Linked DNA regions of Sus scrofa: region 2 is linked to region 1. A link is a contact called in public Hi-C data. All regions are on one chromosome and are shown on one strand. The core of a region is the stretch at or near the end of the contact, and the rest is flanking DNA. Distances in the headings are between cores, read along the strand shown. Region 1 holds the start of LOC100521659 (cytochrome P450 26B1). Region 2 has its middle 480 kb from the start of DYSF.

Evidence for each region. Hi-C and Micro-C count contacts between places; a contact is called where the count stands out from the background.
Region 2: a contact with region 1 is called in a Hi-C map of subcutaneous adipose tissue, with 3 times the contacts expected there. A contact is called at or near these places in 4 of 5 promoter capture datasets (fetal liver, fetal skeletal muscle and liver), 14 of 47 Hi-C or Micro-C datasets (alveolar macrophages, brain, embryonic fibroblasts and 7 more) and 1 of 2 datasets of targeted methods (skeletal muscle).

The regions. Positions count from the first base shown.
Region 1 is chr3:70,569,872-70,576,519 of Sscrofa11.1, forward strand. LOC100521659 (cytochrome P450 26B1) reads left to right here and starts at 3,680. Exons shown (of 6, transcript XM_003125033.5): 1 at 3,680-4,656. The coding sequence starts at 4,453.
Region 2 is chr3:70,758,079-70,764,726 of Sscrofa11.1, forward strand. No RefSeq gene overlaps it. Among named protein-coding and RNA genes, the nearest start is that of DYSF, 480 kb to the right of the region's middle.

The sequences.
Region 1 (6,648 bases), core at 2,430-4,929:
TAAAAATAGTGTAATTTTACAGGGCTGTGTGTCGATAAGAGATCTGTGGGCTTGACAGGGCTGACACAGGGAAGGGTTGTGAAATATGCAATGTCTTGTTCCTTTGGCCATAGAAAGGCCAGGGCACTCCTGGGGAGCTTTGCCCCAGATTTGCCCTGGAAGAGGGTACAGAAGCTGTGCCTTGCCCCCGGTCTGTATATCCCAAGAGTGTCTGATGCCTGCCATCCGTATGCTCCCAGCCCCTCTGCCAAGCCTTGCAAAGTCCATCGAGGCAGAACCCCCCTTGAACCAGCATCCCCACGACTGATCCCCCAGTCTGCTCCGACTGATTTCAAGGTGATTATCAGGCTTCGGGAACGTGGGAGGCAGACCGTGAACCAAGGCTCCAGAGCACTTGGGTGGTAGCTCAAGTCCTATCCTGCTCCCAGAGCCTCATGGGTTGAGCTGTACCCCATCACCCCATCTTTGAGGCAGTCCACAAAGGAGTATGGGCCAGCTGTACTCCTCTCACCAAAGGCAGGGTTGAGTGATGCTTGAGAGGACCGGGGTTCAGTCTGGAGTCAGGGACAGGGTCACGCCATGACTGGGATTAAGCATCAATCTGAGGTTGGGCTTGGGGCTCTGTTTTAGGTCAGGGTTTGGGGTCAGACTGAGGTCTAGATCAGGGCTTGGTCTGGGGCCAGGGTCCTTCTGAAGTCCATTTGAAGTGGATGAAGAAATGTCCTCAGATGGACTCTGACTGGTGAACACAGTGGACCCCCCTCTGTCCTAGCCTGGCTCTTAGCGGGGCTGTTCCCCAGCCCCAGGAGTCCTACTCCTTCCAGCACCTCTGGCAAGCTTTAGAGAATTGTAACACCATGGCTTTTCTTCTTTTTTTCCTAAGTACTCTTTGGGATTTGAGCAGAGAGATGGTTCCAATTGGGAAATCCAGCGACTATTGCTGTGAAGCCACGCTGTCCCTCTGGTCATTCCCCAGGACCCCACTTGGTGGCTGGCCACTGAGGACTCAGATTGATTCCCCTATGACCCTTCCCAACTTCCACCTGAACAGGAGGAAAGGATGAAGTGTCCCAAAACCAATGGTGAGGCAGGAGCAGGGGAAGGGAAGGCAATGGGTTTGCGGTGATTTCTTGGACTGTGATTCCTGCAGAACAGACACCTCCTGTGGTCTCTTGTTGAGGTTGGAGGCAGGTATTGCATGAATTCATTGACAGTGATTCTCTAAGCGTATGTGCCTGTGCCTCCGTGTGTGCGCACGTGTATCCATTTGTGTGCTCAGTTTTGCCTCTGTTATCTATTTGCATTTCTATAAGGCTGTGTTCCCATTCTTCCAGAGGTTGCTGTCTTCACAGGTGGGTTCCTCAGGGTCATCTGCCCCCTATTTTGCCACCTCTGGAGAGTGCGGTGTCTGCGGGTCAAGCTAGACTCTTAGGGAGCTTCAAAACGGCAGAGCCTCAACAATCTCCTCCAGCACCATTCTTGTCCAGCTTCACCTACCCACCCCCCACACAGGGAATGGTGTGGTTTTGGTTTCAGGGTTCCTGGGTACCCAGTCCAGAGTTGACAGTCCTGTAAACCTCCCTGTTGTGAGGATGTGCCCCAGGTCTCTATTTCTGGAGTCAGAGTGGTCCTGATCCGGACTTTATGAGTGTCTGAGCCCCAAGCCGCATGGGGCGGAAGTCTGAGGGCACTGAGACAGGAGTGGGGCCACTTAGGAGCCTACAAGCGGGGGCCCTTTAGGGGTGATCTTCCATTGTGAACCGAGAGGAGGGAAGGGGGAGCAGGAATTGCTTCCCCCTAAACCTGTAGTGCTACAACTGTCCACCAGGTGGGGTTCCAGGGCAGAGAGTGAGAGGAGAGATGACCCAGCGCTCAAGCAAGAGACCAGCTCTTAAACCTCCGCCCGCCACATCAACCTCGGAAGCGCTCACACAGGGAGGGATAACGCCGATGCTCACCCGATACTCGCACACATTCTTTTCTGGTGGATTCTAAAGTAGAACTCGTATCGGGTGCAGGGGAGCTGTTAAAAGGGGAATCTAGTTTCGTTTACACACATACCATCCTAACTAAAGGTTAGGTCTTCTGCTCTGCAAGTGTGAGAGTGAACGACGGAGAAAGGGGGCCGGCTGAGGGAAACGACGCGCGGGAGAGGGCGAGCCAGGCTCAAGCTAGACAATGTCGGGGCTGGCACGCGGCACGCGTAACTCCGTGTATCACAGACATGCAGGAGGAGAGGCCGGATGACAGACGGGTGCACGATGCACAGACACACGCAGAGCACCAAAGAGAACACCCAAACCCGCAGACATACCACACAGCTCCACAGACGTCGGGCCGACCCGGGGACACACGCGCGCGCGCACACAGGTGCGGCCCCGGGCCACACGCACATCTCGCACAGGCACGCGCTCTGGGCCCTGAGCGGCCGGCTGGGAGAGGGTGGCAGAGCTCACCCGGCATGTTTATTTACTAATTCATCAATGAACGTTTGTACCCAACTCCTCCCGCCTCCGGGTGCCCGGGCCGCCGCATTTGTCCTCTGCGTGGGACAGTCACTGGGACCAGCATCGGGGTTCCTCTGACGCTGCGGGGGTCTGAGGGAACTACAAAGTTAGGGGGTCTCGAAGTATCTGAGAGGAAGGCTGCAACGTCAGCTGCCCGGAACGTGGATGGGGAGAGGGGAACTTCGGGGTCCTGCAGTGTAAGAGAAAAGATGTATGGAGGGGGAAGGAACCTTGGCCTCTGAAGTTTGGAGATGTCCGGATCCAGGATGGGGGACCCCAGCTAGGAGGGGCTGGGAGTGGCAAAGGAGAGGATGAAGGGGTCCAGGGAGATAGGAGCCAGCGGGGTTCCTCGGGATAGGAGCAGGGGTCCCTAAGCACAGGTTCAGGGGCTTTTGGCGCCCCACAGTAGAGGGGTAGTCCGGCCAAGACCTGCGCTGCTGGGGCGACAGCCCACTCGGGACTGCCTGGGGTGGGAGAAGGAGTCCGGGGCCCCGGGAAGGAGGAAAAGAAGGAGGGAAGTATCCTAGCAGCCAAGCGGGCACCGTGCGAGTGCGCACCGTGTGTGTGTGTGTGTGTGTGTGTGTGTGTGTGTGTGTGTCTCATCTTGTCCGTCTGTAGGTGCCGGGCTCAGCGAGACGCCGGCAAGAAGGAAGAGAAGGCGAGAGGTGAACTGAGTTTGATCCTGCTGCGGCTACAAGTGGGTCCGGGGCAGGCGGCGGGCGGCGGGCGGCGGGCGGCCGGGGCGGGGCGGGAGGCCGGCGGGCGCTCACACGCTCCGGCCGCCGGCCTCTCACCACGCCTCCGGCGCAGGGGGGTGGGGGGGTGGGGGGTTGGCGGAGCGCCCACGGCGCAGCCTCCCGCCTCTATATAAACACACGCATCGCCTGGCTTTCCAGACAAATTCAAATTGAGAGAAGCTTTTAAAACCATCAACCCTGAAATCCTGCCTCCTGCTTTTCCTCCTCTTTCATTCCTTTTGCCTTCCTTTCTCCCCCCACCCTTTCTTCCCCCAGCAGCAACTCCAGAGCCGAGAGACTGCGTCCCGGGACGGACTGCCTTTTCTTAATTGATACAATAGCCCAGCTCCGGTTTTCACCTCCTCCCCCAACCCCACCCCGCCTCACCCCTCCCGCCCGCCGCCGCCGCCGCCTCCGCCGCCCCAGCGCCCGCCCGGGGCTCTGTCGCCGGCTGCGTCCCGTCTGGCCGCGGTCCGCCGGCTCCGCACCCGCGCCCGCCGCGCCACCTCGCCCGCCGCGCCCGCCTCGGGGGTGCAGCAGCGACTCTGGGGCTCCTGCGCGCCGCCCGGGGCAGCCCAGGGGCGCTGGGCTCGGCCACTCCTCTCGCCTCAGACGGGGAGCCTTCCCCCTCGCACCCAAAGTTTCTGGGTTCGTTGGAATTTGGGGATTCAGAATTTTTTTTTCTTCCTTTTTTAAGCTAGGAATTTGAGGGGAAAACTTTTGACAAATCGATCGCACTTTCTCTCCGCTAGTTCTCTGTCCCCCCTTCTTCTTCTTCTTTTTTTTTTCCGAGCAGGGGAAGGGGCTTACGAGAGAGGCTCCTGCTGGACAAAGTTTTCCAAAGTTTTCCGAGTGTGATGGTTGCGGGGAGAGCTAATCCACCAGCTTGATTCACAGCTTCATCTCACTACCCCTCGAGCAGCCCCTAAGCCCGCTATAAGGGAACAAACAAACAAACAAACAAAGTTACACTCCGAGTCGCCTCGTGTCTCCTCTCTCTCTTCTTTTAGGCGATTTCCCCCGGTCTCTCCGCTCCCCTCGCAGCCTCCACTTCCCTTCCCTCGGCCCCTCGCTCCTTCTCTGTTTCGGCTGGAGGTGCCAGGACCCCTGGCCGCAGCCTCCCCTCCCCCGCCGCTCCGTCCCTTCTCGTCCGGCCCTCCCCTCCCCCGCCGCGGCCCGCACAGCCAATCCCCCGAGCGGCCGCCAACATGCTCTTTGAAGGCTTGGAGCTGGTGTCGGCGCTGGCCACCCTCGCCGCGTGCCTGGTGTCGGTGACGCTGCTGTTGGCGGTGTCGCAGCAGCTGTGGCAGCTGCGCTGGGCTGCCACCCGAGACAAGAGCTGCAAGCTGCCCATCCCCAAGGGTTCCATGGGCTTCCCGCTCATCGGAGAGACCGGCCACTGGCTGCTACAGGTAAGGGCGCAATCGCTCCATTGCTCTCCAGGGTCCGCTAGCGGCGAGCACCCGGCGGATGGAGCCGCGGACCGGCCAGGGGGCGCCGGGAGCCTGAAGGCACCGGTCCCCGCCCCGCCCCTTCCCTCCTCTCCGCCCGAGCCGCCTGGGCTTCCCTTGCCCGCCTTCGGCGCGGTTGGGAGCCTGCAGGCGCCAGGCGAGCAGGTTCAGAGGGCTGGTAAGAGAGGTTCCCGGACCCGAGAGGGCTCCGAAGACCGACTTTTTCCAGTCGCGAGCGACTCACAGGGGTACGTGGAGCGTGCCCAGGGCTCCCCGCGCAGCGCGAGCCGGAGGGGGTGTCCAGTCGTGAGCCGCTTTCGCCCCGCTCCCATCCTTCGCGCTTCAGGCCCAGTCACCGTCGACTTCTCGGGCTTTGTCAGTGTCACTGGGACCCCAACACAGAGTCAGGGAGAAAAAGAGAGGGCCAGTGGCAGACAGAATTGCCCCCTTAAGGCCCAGGCTGTGTTCCCGCCGTGTCACCAGCCACGCCAGGTACAATTGCCGCGGTCTACGGTCCGAGAAAGTGTGTGTATTTTGTGGTGGGGGAGGAAGGAGGTAACTCAAGGAAAATGAGAAGCCTGAGACCGAAGTGTCTCAGCTTTCGGAGAAAAGGGTCTGTTTACCTACTGGGTGGGGACAGTGTAGCAGGGGAGAGTAACTTGGGAGTAGTGTGCGATCCATAGAGTGCATATGTGTTTGTTGTTAGACGCCGCCGCACAACTCACACTGCTGGCGATAATGGGGGTGGGCGCGTCGGGGACCAGACCCAGGTAGGTAATGGGGTGATTAACCTGTAATTAACCTCCTCAAGTGCTAGACAATCGCTTTTGCAATTTGATACAGGTCAAGTTTTTCTTTGGGGAGGGGGGTCCTCTGGGTTAACCGTGGGAGGTGTGTTGTATGCGCGTGTGCACGCGTGCTTGTCCAGATGCTGATGGGAGTTAGCAGAAGGACCGCGGTACTGAAATAGGCAGCCCAGGCGCGAGAGAGCTGAGGCGGAAGGTGAACGCAGAGACCTGTGGGTTTGGAAACGCGAAAGCTTGGCTTGAAATTAACAGACGCGTGCAATCCGCGCGAACACACAGACACCCTGCGCGGCCCCGCCCCGCCTTGCCGCGCGCCAATTGACAGTAGAGCGGGGGCGGGAGGGGCACGAGAGGTTCCTCTGCCCTGTGGTCTTCCCAAGTCCCCGAAATCAGCCCACCTCTTTTAGGGGTTGTTCTTGCAACAAGGTGGGGCTCACTTCAACCAGTGGGATCCCGATCCGCCATAAGGAAATCCCTAGAGCCTCTCCCGTGCCAACATACTTAAAGGGTTAACTGCAGCGGTGGTCTAGGCTTTTGGCCGAGAATTTAGGAAATAGACTAATTCACTGGGGCTTGGGCACCCCTGACTTGTTAGAGTCAATCTGCAGAATTCAAGATCTGTCACCGCCCCCTCTTTCCTGACCTCCACCCCTCCCCAAGTCCCCCTGACCTTTTCTCCGAATCCCACAAGGGCCCCTGGAGTTCCGCATCCAACTCCCACGTAAGGTGGGGAAAGGAGAGGAGGCCTACGCCTGCTGGTCCATCAGCCACCGGGACTCTTGACTCTGCGGTGGAAGGGAAATTAGGGATGCATGTAGAACAGCACTGAAGGGGTTAATGGGAGCCCTCTGAATCCCAGCTTTATTTTTTCGGAGTCATTTATCAGATTTTACGGGGGGACCTCCAAGGGCTCTCCGTTTCCACCGTGCACCATCTAAACAGAGCCCAGGGCTAAAAATACAACATTTTTGTATAAATTGGACTCACGGCTCGAGCGGCCGCCCCTATGAAAGTCCTCTTTGTGAAGACCGTGGAAACGGCGGACAAATAACTCTTTATTAATGCCACAAAAAACGCACTTTAATTATAGTTAGGCAGATCAGAAGCGGGGGGGGGGCGGGAGAGAGGCGGCGGCGACTTCGGAAAA
Region 2 (6,648 bases), core at 2,868-5,367, 190 kb after region 1:
CAGAGCCACAGCAACACGGGATCCGAGCCGCGTCTGCAACCTACACCTCAGCTCACGGCAATGCCGGATCTTTAATCCACTGAGCAAGGCCAGGGATCGAACCTGCAACCTCATGGTTCCTAGTCGGATTCGTTAACCACTGAGCCACAATGGGAACTCCTTAAATTTCATTTCATTTTAACTAATTTAAATTGCCACACGCGGCTAACTGGTCCCACATCGGGCAGGGCCTATGTGTACCGGGAGCTCTCCGCATTGGTCTCCCAGGGGTCAGGAGTAGAGCGTATGTGGAGAAGCTTGCCTGGTCTGTGCTCCACCGAGAAGTCATCACTGGTCAGAGCTGGACACAGACCCCATCTGACTACAAGCTATCTAGAAAATGTGGGGGAGCCCATGAATATTCAGACAGCAAGAAATAGCTTCACCACAAAATTCTCATCAGTGCAATGAAAACTTCCCAAGATTAAGATGCATGGGACTGGGGCGGGGGCGCAGACTAAGATGGTCTGGTTGGAGAGGAAGGGCGGGGATGGACTGAGTTAGCACAGAGGGGTTGTAGCTTAGAGTTGCAGAGACAGACCCAGAGAGGACAAGGGGTCCAGTCCCTACTACACAGCCAGGCTAGAGTGTTGAGGTCTTGGCTCAGAGAGGAGGGAGGGGGGAGGCGGGAAGGTCTACCTGCCCCTGGGGAACAGCAGCCCTGGCTGGGACACATCTAGCCTTTTACTCTATGTCCCTGGGAAAGGAAAGAGCTCAGAGCTGCCAACAGCCTGTTCTCGAAGCCCTTGGATGGAAAGGGCCCCATAGGGCTTTCAGTTTTCAAATGGCCTTGGCTTTCTCCCCCTGAGGTGAGTCACCGTGCTGCCTGCAAGGGATGAATGGATGAACAGCAGGGCAGGGGCCCAGCATGAGGTCATCTGGGCCATACTTCCCGCCTGACCCCAGCCCCGGGGGCCAAGTTCAGGGAGTTTCCCAAGGTCAGCGAGGAAGGGGTCATGGCCAGAATAGTGCAGAGCTCCAGCCACTGTGCAGGGGTGGAGGTGGGTGGGGCGGGTGCTGTTGGGATCAGGGCCCAAGAGCTGAGGAATGGATTTCAGCAGTGACTCCGCTGGGGTGGGCCACGGAGGCGCAGAATCAGGCGCCAAGACGCTCAGGGAGTTAGCAGTGCAACCATGACCAGCGCCCAGGGCTCCTTTGTGAGGCCCTTTGCACGCCACACGTGGGAGCCCCTGAAGCAGTGTTGCCCAGATTTCATCCTCACAGACTTCAGGTCGGTGCCTGCTCCAGCTGTTTTCATTTTTCCCAGAGACCCACGTAACTCAGGCTCTGTCCACTTCTGATTTCAATCCTTGCTGCTGTTGGAACCCGTTTCTTTTCCTCTCATCCCCCCAGGACAGGAGGCAAAGCTCCAGATGGCAGTGAAAGACCAAAGTGAGCAAAGGAAACGGAGCCAGGGAAGAGAGTCACCAATAGAGGCTGACACCAATTCTGCATTATAAAAAAAAAAAAAAAGAAAGAGAAAGAAAACAACAAACAAAACAAAACATAACAAAAAACTACAGTTGGAGAAATTCTCCACTTTACAAACTACTCTTCCGTTTAGGACTCCATTAAGGCCAGGAATTCCTGGTGTATTTCATATGGAATTTGATTCACAAACCGTCTAATTCCATCAGCAACATGTTATTAACAATGACCATCTGTGAGGCACCAAAAGTTTTTAAAATATGGCCTCCCATCAAAGTTACGCCTGCCTGAGGGTTCCTGGAGCTTCAGGGAACCCCAAATCAATTTGGAGTATGCCTGGCCTCTGATCCGCCCAGATCAGGAGAATTTAACCCCTGTCTCATAAAGGGAAACCGGATGTTGGAGTAAAGCACTAGCGCTGAGATCCACAAAACTCTCAGGCCTCTGCTGTGCAGGGGAGCAAGTACTTGGAATCTGGTCCATGTCGAGCTTCTCCGTTCCTCATCCTCCCACCGACTCCCACCTCCCATCGACTCCTGTGTCCTGCGGGCTTGGGGCTGCCTAACGCATTGATTGGCTCCCACTGAGCCAGAGGCTGCTGTGCCTTCCAAAAGCAAACTCTCTTCCCTTCTCTCTCAATGCTGTTCAGGAAGCCCAAAAGCACAGCCCAATCTGACCTGCCCCCTGCTGGTATCGTCGGCGGATGGCATTTTCTACAGATTTCCAAATATCTCTGATCCACCTGTTCTGCCCTGTAACCGTGAGATCCACGAAACTCTCAGGCCTCTGCTGTGCAGGAGAGCAAGTGCTTGGAATCTGGTCCATGTCGAGCTTCTCCGTTCCTCATCCTCCCACGGACTCCTGTGTCTTGCCCCACGGAGGGTGGCATCTAATTCCCCTTCCCTCGTTTCTGGTTTCTTCCCCTTCCCTTGATTGCTTGAACAACAGAGCACAGTGAGGCATCACATGCTTCCGGTGATGCTTCAGAGCCTGGGTCAGAGACGGCAGTGCAGCTTCTGCCTGCTTCCTATAACTCGGAAGAGGTCCTGGACACCTTAGACCAGCCGCCATACTCTGAGGAAGCCAAGCCCCATGCAGAGCACACATGCAGGTACTCTGGCCATCGGTCATGGCCCAGGTGCCAGATGTGTGACAGAGGAGCTTTCGGATGATTCCAGTTCCCGGCTATAGAGCCATTCCCAGCCTTGGGCTCTGCCCAGCCGAACCCCAGGCAGTGTGGAGCAGACTAGCCATGCCCACCGTGCCTTTCCAGTTCCCAACCCACTGATTCTCTGAGCATAACGGAGGGTTGTTTGCAGCAGAGGTGTGGAGTCATTTGCTCCGTGGCCATAATAATCTGAGGACACCTCACCCAAGGTCTCCAGGCACCTAGTGTTCTCTTCTGTAGCGCTCAGTGCAGTGGTAATTAATGAACCCAGGATCAGGCGATTCTTTCTTGACTGTCTTTCCCGTTCAACTCCAAGTTCCAGGAAGACAAGCGATGCTGTCAAGCCCATCACTGTACTCCTCGGGAGCTGGCCAGGGAGACGCTCAGTGAATATTTAACGGATGACTGATCTTAATACTGTCCTCAGGCTGACCCCTAAACTTGACCTCAGAATGACTCGGGCCCTGGATTCAGACTGATTTTAACCCTGGCCACAGACCAACCCCTAATTCTGGCATCAAACATCTAACCCTGGCCACAGCTGGAGCGCAGCCTCTTGCTCTGGTGCTGGAGCACTAAGCCCAGTTTCAGACCGACCCCTAAACTTGACCTCGGAATGACTCCTAGCCTCACCATGGCCCAGATGGACTGGCCCCAGCCTGCCTCTCCTGGCTCGCCTCTCGCTCGCCGCATCGCACCCCCACATTCCTGCCGATTGGCCCTTCTTTGAGCCGCTTCGAGGACTGCAGCTCCTTTAGGCGTCAGCACCCCGAGAGACATATACTTGCCCCTGTCAGGGGCCCACTTTGCCTGCTAACACTACCATTTCACGTCTCGCTTAAATGCCACTCCCTTAAGGATCAGCTCATTTAAACGTGACCCCTTTATAAATGCTGTGAGCATTTTCACACTTTATAACTACATATGTATATATAAATGTTTCCTAACATGTGTTCAGTGCCTTTCTTTTCCTAGAGACTGGATTCCGTCCGTGGGTGTGGGGACCACATTCGTTTTGCTCACTGCGCTCTACACAGTGTACCCAGCACCAGGCCTGGCACCTACAAGGGGGCTCATCATTAGCTGTGGGATGACTCAGTGAACCAATGACTGGGCAGCACATCCTCTGGAAAGCCTTCTCTCGGGCCCTCCCGGCCACAGAGAAGCTCCTGGTCTTCTCTAGTCTCGCCCTGGGGTCCTGGGAACAACCGCGTGGGAGCGCTCAGCCCCTCTCGGGGTGATTTCCGTGCCTCTCCCACCAGTGTGTGGCGGTCTCGGGCCCCGAGCCGGCCCTCCCCTCTGCAGCTCCAGCACGCACAGGCCTGGGCAGCTCCATAAATGTGGCTTGAACTGTTGAACTGAACCCATCCCTTCTCTCCAGCCTCCTTTCTGGCCTCAGCTCTCGACTGATTCATGTGAGGGGCCATCAGGAGCAGCGCTTCAAACAGAGAAGAAACAAATGAAGCAACGGAGAAATCGGCAGTAGGAGACAGGCGGAGACATCCATCTCCTCCTGCCCTCTGTCCTCATCACCATCCCCCTGAGGGTTGCAGGCAGTCAAAAGTTCAGGCTCCACGTTTTCTGGAAGAGGGAGGGAAGTCTGTGTGTGGGGGGGATCAAAAAAAAGTCCCCAAACTCAAATCACGCACGCAGAACAACAAGCCATAAAACAGAACACCATTGGGAGAAGATGGGGTCACATGGTGGGAATCTGGATTGCAAGGGGGGGGGGCGGCACTTGAGAAAACGCAGCCTGCTCAATGGGAACCAGATGGGCTGCGCGTTCTTAAATAGAATCCCAGACTTGCTGTGCTGGCGGGAGCCGGGCTGGGGGGCTCTCCCCTTGGCCCCTTCATGGGCAGAGGGGACATGGAGGCCGAGGGAGATGGCAGAGGGCCCCTGAGGCTGTGACAGAGCAGCAGCTTGACCCCGGCTCCTGGCTCTGGGTCAGGGCTCCACTCACCCTGCCACGCTGTCTCCCAGCCTTCTGCCAGGATCTCCAAATTAGAAGCATATCGAGAAGCATTACTGTCATTTCCCCCTTTTCTGGACTTTCTGCTAATTCTTTCTCTGTGCAGTATCATTTTAGAGGTGCCGGAAAGGTCACCTTGTTCCAACATCCCCATCCCTGTCCATACAACCCACGACAAGACCTGTGACGGACACTGTGCTGGGGGCTTTACACCTCTCCTCTCGTGAGGTCGCCCCAGTGTCTGCAAGGGAGGTGCTGGTCTCTGAGTTCGGTTTCCCACAGGATGGAAGGGAAGATGGGGTCAGATACTGTCATTTTGCCTTTTGCCGATCACTTAAGATTTAGTACCTTAACCAGAGATCTTTGTAGCAAAACAAGCATGAAATAAAGCTGTCCCTGCAGAAACCATTGTGTGAAGACCTGAACGTGGCCACGCATTGCCTTTCCTCCCTGACTTCTCCTCCAGCACCAAGCCGTCACTGGTTTCTTTTGCAGCTCCCCTGAGAAGCAGTCTCCAGCAGTAACTTGCACGGGGTGCTGCACGTGACCCTGTAGACTGTGTACCTAACAGGTCCCAGGGCACCACCCCCGGTGATGTGAACGACAGCCCCGGCCTCCCTGCTGAGCCTTCCCAATGCCCACCCAGGCATGAGGGACGGACCTCAGCCTCCTCCGGGCATGGGCTGGGGGAATCCCTGCTCTTCTGGGAACCCAGAGTGGTCTGTGTCTCCTACCAGGAGGGATAAAAAACGCAGCCTCTGATTAGGGTTGGAAGCAGTCCCCTCTGGGCTGCCTTGGGGCTGGTGAGCCTTCCTTTTGAAGCGCCCCAGAGCTGACAATATCTCTAACAACCAATCCCTCGGTCATCCAGCCAGTGCTGGCCAGCACCTGGCAGTGTGCTCCTGAATGACAGGTCAATGAGCGGCCAGAGGCAGAGTCATGGGGAGGGGTTCCTGGTGGAGGAAGAGCCAGAGATGAAAGACCGGGAGGGGAGAGGGCGGTCTTGCCTGGGGCTGATGTGGCTGTAGCGCAGGGAGTGAGGAGGAGGCAGCAGGAGAAGCAGGAGGTGTGAGGCTGGTGCAGGGGCTCATTGGAAGGGTCTGGAAGGCCAGGGCCAGGAGCCTGGATTTTATTCAAAGAGCGGTGGGGACACCTTTGAAAGGCTTTAAGCAGGGAAGTCGTGCAACCAACATTTTGCAACATCAGTCTGGCTGGAGCGGATGAGAGGGAACAGAAGGGGAGCAGCACGACAAGAGAGGAGGCTGTTGCAGGGGTCCAGGGGGGTGAAGACGATGGCCTGGACAAGGCACCATCTGCTGGAGGGACAGAAGTGGATGGGTTTGAGAATGTGTTGGAGAAAGACTTGGCTGGACTTCCTGCGGGCTGGATGTGCGGGTGAGGGGTGAGGAGTGCCCTGAGTTTGGGGCCCAGATGAGCGGGGGAGTGGGAGAGGCCGTTCCTAGGGACGGGAAGGCCGCCTCCTTCCCTGACCCTGTCCCCAAATGCCACAACCCGTGACTCCAGCAAGTGAGTAACATGTGCTGTGGCCTCTCTCTGCTCCCTTCCTTGCAAAACAGATGGAGAGAGAAGGAAGAAGGCCAAGCCTCCGCGGCTGTGAGTGTACTTTCCACTTTTAGCTCAGCAGTTGGGAGCCCGTGGCCTTGCCGTTCCTTGCCTCCCACTCCTGGTTCTCCCAGCTCTGCTCTAAATCAAATTTGCCTCGGCATCATTTATCGACACCTGCTGTGGCTCAGCCACATGAAGGCACTGTGGGCTTCATGGGAGAAGGAACACTTGTGGTCCAGCGGTTACAGTGTGGGGAACGCCAGGGGCACAGACCGAGAAGGGCCCAGGCAGTCAGGGAGGCCTTCCTGGAGGAAGCAGGTGTTTGGCTTGGTGCGAGGGATGGGTATGAGCTGGGTGGTGGAGGGACCAGCATCAAAGTAATTTTACGGGTGAGAAAAGGAGTCCTAGAAAGCTGTGGACACTAAGGTGAGGTCAAACAGTGGGAATAGGAGGCAGAGTCAGCAGTCCGGATGAG